Linked DNA regions of Macaca mulatta: region 1 is linked to region 2. Evidence: chromatin contacts called from public Hi-C data. All regions are on one chromosome and are shown on one strand. The core of a region is the stretch at or near the end of the contact, and the rest is flanking DNA. Distances in the headings are between cores, read along the strand shown.

Region 1 (5,196 bases), core at 600-3,099, 140 kb after region 2:
CTTCAAAATATCTAATCTGATGGACTTTTTCTTGTTTTTTTGACATTTTATGACATTTTTGGGAGGAGCAGGCATATAATCAGATCAAAATTTTAATCTAGTGTTTCTATGCATTATTAAGGAAATTTTAAGATAAATGTCAAATTATACTTTTGAATGTGATTGAATTTGGGCTCTCGTTATTTTTCCAAATAATATATATTTTTAAATCCTTGAATGGATTCCCTTTAGATAACCCTATGGAAGTTTTTACTCCTTCAACCAATATTTATTTAGTGCCTAATTTTTGCTTGGCATTGTTCTAGGTTCTAAAGATTCAAAGTTTTTTCTAAAGATGCAAATTTATAGTCTGACACAGAGTTTCTCAACCTTGGTACTACTCACATTTGACTAGATAATTCTTTGTTGTGGGAGGTTGTCCTGGCCATTAGAAGATGTTTAGCAGCATCTCTGGCCTCTACCCAATAGATGCCAGTAGCACCACCACCACCCCATTGCTGTTATAATAAAAAATAGAACCAGTAATTGCCAAATGTCCTCTGATGGGCAAAATTGCACTGGCCCAACACACTCTCTGTCACCACTGAGAATCATTGGTTTAGCAGGAGAAATAGCTAGTATACTACTGGGTCTATGGGAGTGGAAGAGTATACAGAATGTTGGTACAAAGAAGGTAACTGTTAACCCAGCCTGAGGTTCAGGAAATGTTTTACAATGCAAAGATACTTGGCCTGGATCTTAAAGGAAGAGTTAGGTATTGGTCAGGTAAACAAGGAATGAGAGAAGAAAGAATGGTAATATTCAGGAGAAAAACAGCATGCGAAGACAGAAAGGTTGAAACAGTTTGATGCATCTGAGAAACTCTTAGTAGTTCAGTGTGTGGTTGGAACATAGATTTGAGGGCTATGGTAAAAAGGGAAGGAAACAATAAAGCTGGAGAGGTAGTTAGGGACAAGGTTATAAAGGAACTGGCAGGCTATGCTAGGAAATTTGTGCTTTGTTCAGTAGTGATGGAAAACCACTGGAAGTGTTAAGCAGGGAAATGGCATTTTAGAAAGGCAGTTTTATAAATATGCAATGAATGGTTTAAAAAGATATGAAACTAGAAATAGGAAGACTGGATAGAAGAGAATTATAACAACCAAGTTAAGGACCCAAACTAGGGCAATGGGGGCCAGAGAGATGGAAAATGGGACACGCAATATATAGGAGGTAGAACTGATAAGATTTCCTGATTGTTATATGGAGAATAAAGAATTGGGAAGATTAAAGACAATGTCAAATTTTGGTGAAAAGAAAGGGTAAATGGAGCTGTTCTTAGTGAATTGTGTTTACAGGTAGAAAATTCAAATAAAAATCCCTGGGACAAAAACAAAAAACAAAGAAAACAAACAAAACACCCTAAGTATCTTATAGCTCTATAGTTCTAGACACAATAGACAAGACATAAATTGACAGTTTTTAGAAAAACAGAACCAACACCCCCATCCTTCCCCAAAAATCATTGTTTTCTTTCATCACGATAAATTTTAACATCTTCTCCAAACATTTTCTCATGGTCTTTTTATCCCAAAACTTTAAGAGAATGCTTTATGTATTTTTTTTTCCAATTATTTCACTTGTTGAGTCAACTCATTTTTGACGCATGATTTCAGTTGTTACAGAAGACTGGGAAATTTTAAGCCAAGATCAGACCATGAGGACTACATTTTTTGTTTATTAATGACATAAAAAATAGACAATTGTATCCATAAAATGACTTAAGTTCCATAAGCAACCATAAATGCCAAATAATTCAAGGTTGGAGAATTTTTTTCAGCCTCTTTGCTGAAGAACTATGGTACTGAGGACCTCTACTGTTGAGAATATGAATGGCTCCACTGCTAGGATTAAATTTTCAGAATAAACATCAACCAGGCATAGGCAATCTATAGCCTGCCCAAAGTACACTATTTTCAGAGGCACATGGATAGTTGTGTCACTGGAACCTACGCAGGAATGCCTATGAGGTAGAATTTAGGTCTCCTCTCACCTTCTGGACTTTTCCACCTCCGTGTGCCCAGGGTCCAGCCCTGTCTTCTGGCTTGAGTCTGTGTTGGGCCTGATTACTACAGGTTTTTCTTGTTCTTGTTCTGTTCTTTTTTCTTTTCTTTCTTTTCTTTTCCTTCCTTCTTCCTTCTTTCTTTCTTTCCCTCTCTCTTTTTTCTGTCTTTCTTTCTTCTTTTTCTTTCTTTCTTTCTTTCCTTCCTTCCTTCCTTCCTTCTTTCTTTCTTTCTTTCTTTCCTTCTTTCCTTCTTTCCTTCTTTCCTTTTTTTCTTTCTTTTCTTTTTCTTTCTTTCTCCTTCCCTCCCTCTCTCCCATCTTTTTTTTTTTTTTTTTTTTTTTTTGAGACAGAATCTCTCTGTGTCACCAGGCTGGAATGCAGTGGTGTGACCTCGGCTCAGTGCAACCGCTGCCTCCCGGATTCGAGCCATTCTCTTGCCCCAGCCTCCTGAGTAGCTGGGACTACTGGTTTGTATCACCATGCCCAGCTAATTTTTTTAATTTTTAGTAGAGAGAGGGTTTCACCATGTTGGCCAGGTTGGTCTTGATCTCTTGACCTCGTGATCTGCCCACCTTGGCCTCCCAAAGTACTGGGATTACAGGCATGAGCCACCGTGCCTGGTTTTTTTTTTTTTTTTTTTTTTTTTTTTTTTGACGGAGTCTTGCTCTCTCGCCAGGCTGGAGTGCAGTAACCCGATCTTGGCTCACTGCAGCCTCTGCCTCCCGGGTTCAAGCGATTCTCCTGCCTCAGCCTCCTGAGTAGATGGGACTACAGGCGCCCACCACCAAGCCCAGCTGATTTTTGTATTTTTAGTAAAGATGGGATTTCACCATGTTGGCCAGGATGGTCTCAATCTCCTGACCTCGTGATCTGCCCACCTCAGCCTCCCAAAATGCTGGGATTATAGATGTAATCTGAAATGCCACAAGCTATAGGATTGGAAGAGATTTCTTTTTTGTTTATATTTAGTATCTGGATGGCCATGGCTGTGTATGTAGTGCACTTGATCCTTACGTGAGATTTAATTCCTGTATTTCCATGACACTCATTATCAGTGTTTAAATTGACCCAAGGGCCTCTCCCGTGTGGTTTGGCCAGTAACTGTCCCGCATGCTAGGACTTGAATTTAGGTCCTGCTATTTATTAGTTTATTACCAAGGAACTTGTTCAAGTTACTTGACCTCTCACTCAATTTTCTCCTCTGTTCAAATGGGAGAAATAACTTTTTTTTCTTTTTAATGTTTGAACAAGTTAGATTTGTGAAAACATGTAAGACAGAGACGGATACAAAAATGAATGTTCAATGTTCCTAATGTCCCTTCTGTCCCTTTCCCTTCGCTTTATAAAAAATCAATTCAGAGTGAGAAATATCTGCGTTTAAAAATACACTTAAGGCGGATCCTTTATCAACAACATGTTTCCAAGCCAAATGTGAATCAGACCAAATTGGTGTCTTCATCCGATTGTGTTTTTACCACAAGAAAGGTTCTCAAATTAGGGTTTAAGCTGACAAAAGGAATTGGGTGTTAGAGGGCTTGGTCGTACACAAAGCGCCAAAGCCGTAATCTGCTTTGCATAAGGAATTCTAAAGAATTACGAAGCGTTTAGTCAACTCCCACAGTCATATGTGAGTTGTGAGGTTTGGTGCAGGGACAAGTGAAGGAAAGGATTCTATGAAAGTTGACAACAAGAGAAAGCGAAGCCCTGACTGTAAAGAAGGCTCACATCATCTCTACACTATCCAATCACATTCGCAACATAGCAGCATTGTGCATTTGGGCTTCCATACGAATAAAATTCAGCAGCTCCTGTGCCTTACCTTCCAAGACTCAGAGTGAGGCCATCCTGTCACACGCCGTTTTGTTAAAAAGATATGCCAAACTGGCTAGGAGCAGTGGCCCGCGCCTATAATCCCAGCACTTTGGAATGCTGAGGCGAGTGGATCACTTGAGGTCAGGAGTTCAAGACCAACCTGGGCAACATGGTGAAACCCAATCTCTACTAAAAATATAAAAATTAGTAGGGCCTGGTTTTGGGCGCCTGTAATCCAAGCTACTCTAGAGGCTGATGCAGGAGAATCGCTTGAACCTGGGAGGTGGAGGTTGCAGTGAGCCAAGATCGTGCCACCTCACTCCAGCCTGGGTGACACAGCAAGACTCTGTCACAAAAAAATAAATAAATAAATAAAATAAAGTCAAACCATATGCAGAGACCCATATGCTATGATACAAATGCAAGCCGGTACACATAAATGCATTTTCCCACTGTCCAGAGATTTTGTTGTTGCAAAAAACAAAATCTCGGAGTGAAGTGTAAGAGCTAATGACTCCTATTCACTGTGAAAAAAGAAGAGGAAATGATAATCGGGTTGAAGAAATAGCAGGTTAGCAATTGGGAGATCAGAGACCCAAAATACCTCCCACCGTGTATCTGTGGGACAGAGGTGAAGTCCTCTCCTCGAAATAGTGTTTCAGTTTCCCCACCAGAATGCTCTAAAGTACAATCCTGGCTTGTGCTTCAAGGGGAGGAGATAATAAGCATAGCAATCTTCCTTAAGACAGTGCTACCTAAATCCCAGTCATTACTACACTAATACACTAAGATGATAGTACCTGCAGGAAGGCAGGCATCACCTTGAACACAGAGAGCTGTTAATCACCTCAAATCCCTCAAGTGTGTCAAGTAAAGGGCAAGGGAAAGATATGCAAACTATAGTACTGGTGTCATGGTGGTTTTGTGTGTGTGTGTTGTGTGTGTGTGTGTTTGAGATGGAGTCTCGCTCTATCTCCCAGTGTGTGTGTGTGTGTGTGTGTGTGTGTGTGTGTGTGTTTGAGACGGAGTCTCACTCTATCCCCCAGGCTGGAGTGTGGTGGTGCAATCTCAGTTTACTGCAACCTCTGCCTCCTGGGTTCAAGCAATCCTCCCAGGTCCCACCTCAGCCTCCCAAGTAGTTGAGATTACAGACGCATGCCACCACACCCAGTAGTTTTTGTAGAGACGGAGTTTCATCATGTTGGCAAGACTGGTCTCGAACTCCTCCCAACCTCAAGCCATCCACCTGCCTTGCTCTCTCCAAGTGCTGGGATTACAAGTGTGATCCACTGCCCCCAAACCACCTCAGAGTGATTTTGTGTAAGCCTTGAGCCTTCACT
Region 2 (5,140 bases), core at 2,478-4,977:
ATGGTAGCCTGAAGCGATCTCGCCCTTCTAAGTGGGTTTGGCCACAGGCACACTGGCTCATGCTCACCTGTGCTGCCTGTGGTTATAATTATGTGCGTTGTTGTTTTACATCCCCAAAACAGCAGGGCAAGGTGTCCAGGGGATAGCACCACCCCAGCACCCAGCCCACCTTCAGACACACGTCAGGCAAGATGTCTAACCCTTGTCTTGTTCTGTTTCTTCCAGGGAATCCCAATGCCCACTTTCGGAGGCCTCTTTCCCTACCCTTACACCTACATGGCAGCAGCAGCCGCAGCCGCCTCTGCTTTGCCCGCCACTAGTGCTGCAGCTGCCGCCGCCGCAGCTGCCGGCTCCCTATCTCGGAGCCCCTTCCTGGGCAGTGCCCGGCCCCGACTGCGTTTCAGCCCCTATCAGATCCCGGTCACCATCCCGCCTAGCACTAGCCTCCTCACCACCGGGCTGGCCTCCGAGGGCTCCAAGGCTGCTGGCGGAAACAGCCGGGAGCCCAGCCCCCTGCCCGAGCTGGCTCTCCGAAAAGTAGGGGCCCCGTCCCGCGGTGCCCTGTCGCCCAGTGGCTCGGCCAAGGAGGCGGCCAATGAACTGCAGAGCATCCAGAGACTGGTGAGTGGGCTGGAGAGCCAGCGAGCCCTCTCCCCAGGCCGGGAGTCGCCCAAGTGAGGGGCTGCCCAGCTGCTCCCCTGCCACGCAGGCCACCCGGGCTGCCTGCCCCTGCTGCTTGGGATGTGTACAGCACAGAATGGGTATTTATTTAAATAAAGGAGAAAAGTGGGCTGCAGCAGCCGGAATAGAGCCTCGTCTGGCAAGTCGGGGCCTGGGACACTTCCCTGGGCCTCAACAAGGAATCAGGCTGCCGGAAACACAGTCACTTGGGAGCTGCTGGGCTAGGTCCAGATCGCTCCAGCGTCAAGGTGGCATCCGAGGGTGACTCTGGTCTTCCAGTGCGGTGGGAGAGGCCTCATCCAGGGCCCAGCGGTCCCGGCAGAAGCCAGAAGGTGCAGGGGCCAGGGGTGGGAGCATCGGAGGGAGTCCCAGAGCCCTGGGCCTTGGGCCTGGACCGCGTGAGAAAACTGGGTTGAGGGATGCTGGAGCCAGTTACACGACTGAAGTCAGTGTAGACCTGAGCTGGGAGGGAACCTGTTAGTCCCCCCACTTCTTCCCCAAGAGACAGGCACCTCATCCCAGCCCTGGGTCAGCGGAGGGAGTAGCACTTCTGCCTTGAGTCCCCAGGGGGAAAAAAAAAAGATATTTATGAAATAAATGGTAATTTGTGTAAATAAGCTTTAAGGTTCCCAGAATACGCAAATTGGTATTAATTTATTCAAAGGTGTACATTGCTGTGTACATATATTTAGAGATTAACTCATACATTTAAAGTTTTTTTCATTTTACATGAGCATCTATATTGTACAGGGCTTGGGGGGCCTCGGCTGCGGGAGAAGGCCCTGAGCCCCAGAGGAGCCACCACCCCGCCGGCCCCTCGGCCCCACCGCCCGGGTTTGACTCGCCCTGCCCGCGGGCTCCACCTCAGGTTTTCACTTTTCGCTCCGGAGCGAGAACGAAACGACAAAAACGCGAGAAAACAATAAAACGCTACAAAGCGAAGTGAACGGCGCTGTGCGCTCTGTGGGCCGCGCGGGGCTGGGGCGCTGTACGCGCGAAAGGAGGGACGAAAGGCGGGGACAAAAGGCTGCGCGCCCCTCGCTCGGCGACAGCTGCACCCCGGGGGCGGCAGAGCGGCAGGGCGTCTGGGGCGCTGGCTGAGCCGCGAGGCAGGGCGGCGCCGGCGCGGGACGCCCGCTGCGTCCCAGACCGGGGCCGGGCTCCCCCTGCCGGCCGCTCCCGCCGCTCCGCGCCACTGGCCTGGGCACCCACCCGGGCCGGGAGGTGAGCAGCCGAGCGGCCTGGACTCCTGGCTTCTGACTCCCTCTCCGGGAAACCACACTGGAAACGCATCTCCTTTCAATGCTTCTGGGTGGGTGGGCTGGGAGGATGGGTGCTCCTTGTCCGCCCTCTCCCTTCCGAGGAGGGATTTGGCTGTGTCCCACCCGTACCGCCCCGCCAAATATCGCTTAGCCTAGAATTCTTTCCCCTCTCTCTGCCTCCTGAACCTCAAAGACAAACATTTCCTCCGCGTCAGGGCTGTTGGCTAGAGTGGCAAACTCTGGACTGAAGTTCTTACTTTAACTCATCTATCTAAATCCCTCTTGGGAAAGTGGGGAGTGGGGTCAGTGGGCTATTTCCATTCCTGCCTCACTTTCCCCTGTATAATAACGGGCTTGGCTGGGGTCTCTCCGTGGTCCCGCTGTGTCAGTCTCCATTAGGCTGGTTCTTCCCCGAGACCCACTCCTACGAGGACATCTGCCTCCCGCCCCGCGCCGGTGAGCTCCCCAGAGCCGCATCCTCCTCGCCTAGCTAGCAGGTGTCTCCAGACCGACTCCTAGCAGTGGGGATGGGGAAGGGGTGGGAACTGGGCGGGCACCCCTTCAGCCCTGGGTCTGGTCGGTCACCGAGCACCCCACCTCCTTCCCAGTTCTCTTTAAGCCTTGGGGACCCCGAATGCCCTGCCCCAACAGGCTGCCCACCTTGGGCACTGCACAGGGTGGGGTTTGGGGAGGGTGCTGGCTTCCAAAACACCAAGGACGTTGAGATGGCGGGAGGGCGATGATGAAGATGGAATGAACAATTGGGCCCCCAGACGCCTAGATGCCTTCGTGGGCCGATACATTTGCAAGGAACCAGAGAGAGAACCAGGCCCGCCTCTTCAGGAGGGGGCTGCCCCCAGGCCACGCCGAATGCGGCTGGAGCGGGGAGAGGACTCAGCCAGTGCACGAGTGGGAGGTTGCAGTAGAACGTGTCCAAACCCCAGAGGGTGGGTTCTGGCTGAGACCTCAGACCTGCGGGAACCCGATGGGGACAGAGAAGCCCGTTTTCCAGCCTAAATAGAAGCTCGTGGGCAGCGCGTTTGCTGGAGGTCGCTTTGGGCTGAAACGCCTCATACTCCTAGAGCAGGGGCGCGTTTGCTTCCCGCGGCTTCTCACTTTCAGCAGGACACTAGGAGGGAGACAAGAGTCGGCTGCGGGCCCGCGGCGGCCTGCGTACAGGGCTGCGGACACCAGGGGGCAGCACCGACCTAGGGTCGCAGGAGGGGCGCGGGCGCAGGCACCGGCGCGGGGGAGGCTGGTGGCTGCGAAGGCCAGGCGGGGCTGCCTCGTTGCGGCCGTTTTTGGGCCGCGTCGTTGCTGCAGCAACCCGAGTGGGGTGGGACTCCAGGGCCTAGAGATCCCCCACTCCACTCCAGCCGCCACCTCCCGCCTCACAGGTCCCCTCCGAGTCGCCCACCCGGCGCTCCGCGGGGCCCCAGCTGGTGGCCAGAGTTCGACTGCGGGAACCCGCGGCCTGCGGCTGGGCCTTGTCCTAGACAAAGGCTAGGCCACTCCCATGCCCAATTAAGCCACCCTCCTCCCCGGCCTCCCAGCCCTCATTGTCCCCAGGGTCGCCAATTAGCCCAGGCGCCCCGCGTACCCGCGGCTCCGGTGCCACAAGGCCTCCTTAACCCTTCAGGGCCTGGCTCGGGGTCCTTGGACGGCAGAGCCACCGGCACGCGCGTGGCAGGAGGGCCTGTGCTGGGGCAATGGCGATACCTACTGGTGGCCTAGCCTGTCGCCGCGGGCCCCCACGTGTAGGGCGTGTGAGATCTAAGAGGGAATTGTGCTTGTCGGTGTGGGGTGGCGCGTTCGATTCCCGGAGGAACTCGAAGACGGAGGGTGTGAGTGCGGGGCTCCGAGAGACCCCCTAGCGGCGAAGCCGCACGGATTCCAAGGCCCCGCGGACCTCATTTCCTCTCGGGCTACTCGGAATCCGAGCCCTCAAGCCCTTCCTCCCCAACTCCCCCGCCGCTGCCGTGGAGAACCCGAGCCACCGGTGTGGCCTGGCCCTGCCCTTCCGAAGGGCGCAGCTCCCGGGCCCGCCTCCCCAGCTGACCGCGAACTCCCGCGCGGGATGCTCCTGGGGCGGGAGGGGCGCGCTCAGCCTCGCTCTCCCCGGGACTCCCAAGCTCAAGCGCCCCAGCTCGAGGCCCCGACCCCCTATTTCCCGATTATGGGACGGCCTCTTGAGGGACAGCCTCCACGAGCCCTGGATTTACACCCCAAGCCTGCCTTCCTCCGCTCTGGGAAGGACCCAAAATCCAGTTCCGCTTCCTCCCCCTCCGTCGCTGTCCTTGGCTCCCAGGTGCGGAGCACCGGTGGTCAGGCGGGAGCCAGCAAGAGGCCGAGCGCTCCATGCTCGCAGGACTGGGCGGCAGCGGAGGGAGCCCCCGCGCTCTTGGGAGGGAGCCCGAGCTCCGGGTCCCCTGGGCACCCTCCCCGGAGCGCCTTCGGGGTGGAGGCTGGTCGCGGGGCGCTGAATGTGTCCGAGCACGCTCGGGGCGGTTTTGCCCTTGGACTTTCTTTTTGGCTCCCGGAGGCGCATATCTGTTCCTCCTATTGAATGGGGCCGGGGACCCCGAACCCACTCCGGAAGCACGGATTTCCAGAGCTGACGGCCGCGCCTCGTTTCCCGGCGAGTCCTCTTGGCAGCTCTAGCAGCTCCCCGCCGGGAGCACGAGTGGGAGCGAACCCAGAGCCCGCCCAGGCCTCGGGCCTCGGCAACTCCCCACAGGTCCACGAGATGGCGCTGCAGGCCAGGGCCCTGGCCGCGGCCTCACAGCCCGCCTCGGGCGAGAGCGGGAGGTAGACTGGGGACCCGGGCAAGCCGGGCACGGAGGAGCAGCCACCGACGCACGCAGAGCCGGGTCCGGAGCCCGGCACAGGCCGCCGAGGGACCGAGGGACTCCGGGGCTGCGGACACGCGGAGCGGAGGGCTTGAGGCTCGGGGTGGGGCCTTCTCCCCTGCTGCCGGGACCGCCGGGCATCGCCAGCTCGGCGACCTTCCAGGCTGCTGCAGATCCCGGCGTGTCCTCTTCTGCGCGCCGGCCGGGCTGGGCCCTCGCGTTCTCTCTGCCGGGAAGGAGCTGCCGGCCTCCGGCCTCCCAGGCTCCTCCGTAGGGGGCTGTGGCTGAGATCCGCAGGGGGCGGGCCGCACGGCCCTGGGAGCGCGGGGCCCACTCCACGGTGAGGAC

What was found. A called contact is a pair of places that touch in the nucleus more often than the background predicts.
Region 1: a contact with region 2 is called in a Hi-C map of fetal cortical plate, with 3 times the contacts expected there. The contact joins the enhancer-like site here to the promoter of LINC02875 in region 2. A contact is called at or near these places in 4 of 14 Hi-C or Micro-C datasets (cortical neurons, fetal cortex germinal zone, fetal cortical plate and 1 more).

Annotation. Positions count from the first base shown.
Region 1 is chr16:49,285,757-49,290,952 of T2T-MMU8v2.0, forward strand. The region is part of intron 3 of LOC144335491 (a long non-coding RNA gene); the gene reads right to left. Among named protein-coding and RNA genes, the nearest start is that of NACA2, 38 kb to the right of the region's middle. Within about 2 kb of position 1,850, at least 1 of the 40 cell types and tissues checked has an H3K27ac peak or open chromatin away from gene starts, as enhancers often do. A contact at or near this core is called in fetal cortical plate, where this site is marked.
Region 2 is chr16:49,148,743-49,153,882 of T2T-MMU8v2.0, forward strand. It overlaps LINC02875 (long intergenic non-protein coding RNA 2875), which reads left to right and starts at 3,728. Exons shown (of 3, transcript XM_015120018.3): 1 at 3,728-4,477; 2 at 4,480-5,140. The coding sequence starts at 4,021. The coding sequence ends at 5,066. TBX2 (T-box transcription factor 2) reads left to right here. Exons shown (of 7, transcript XM_015120017.3): 7 at 226-1,623. The coding sequence ends at 678.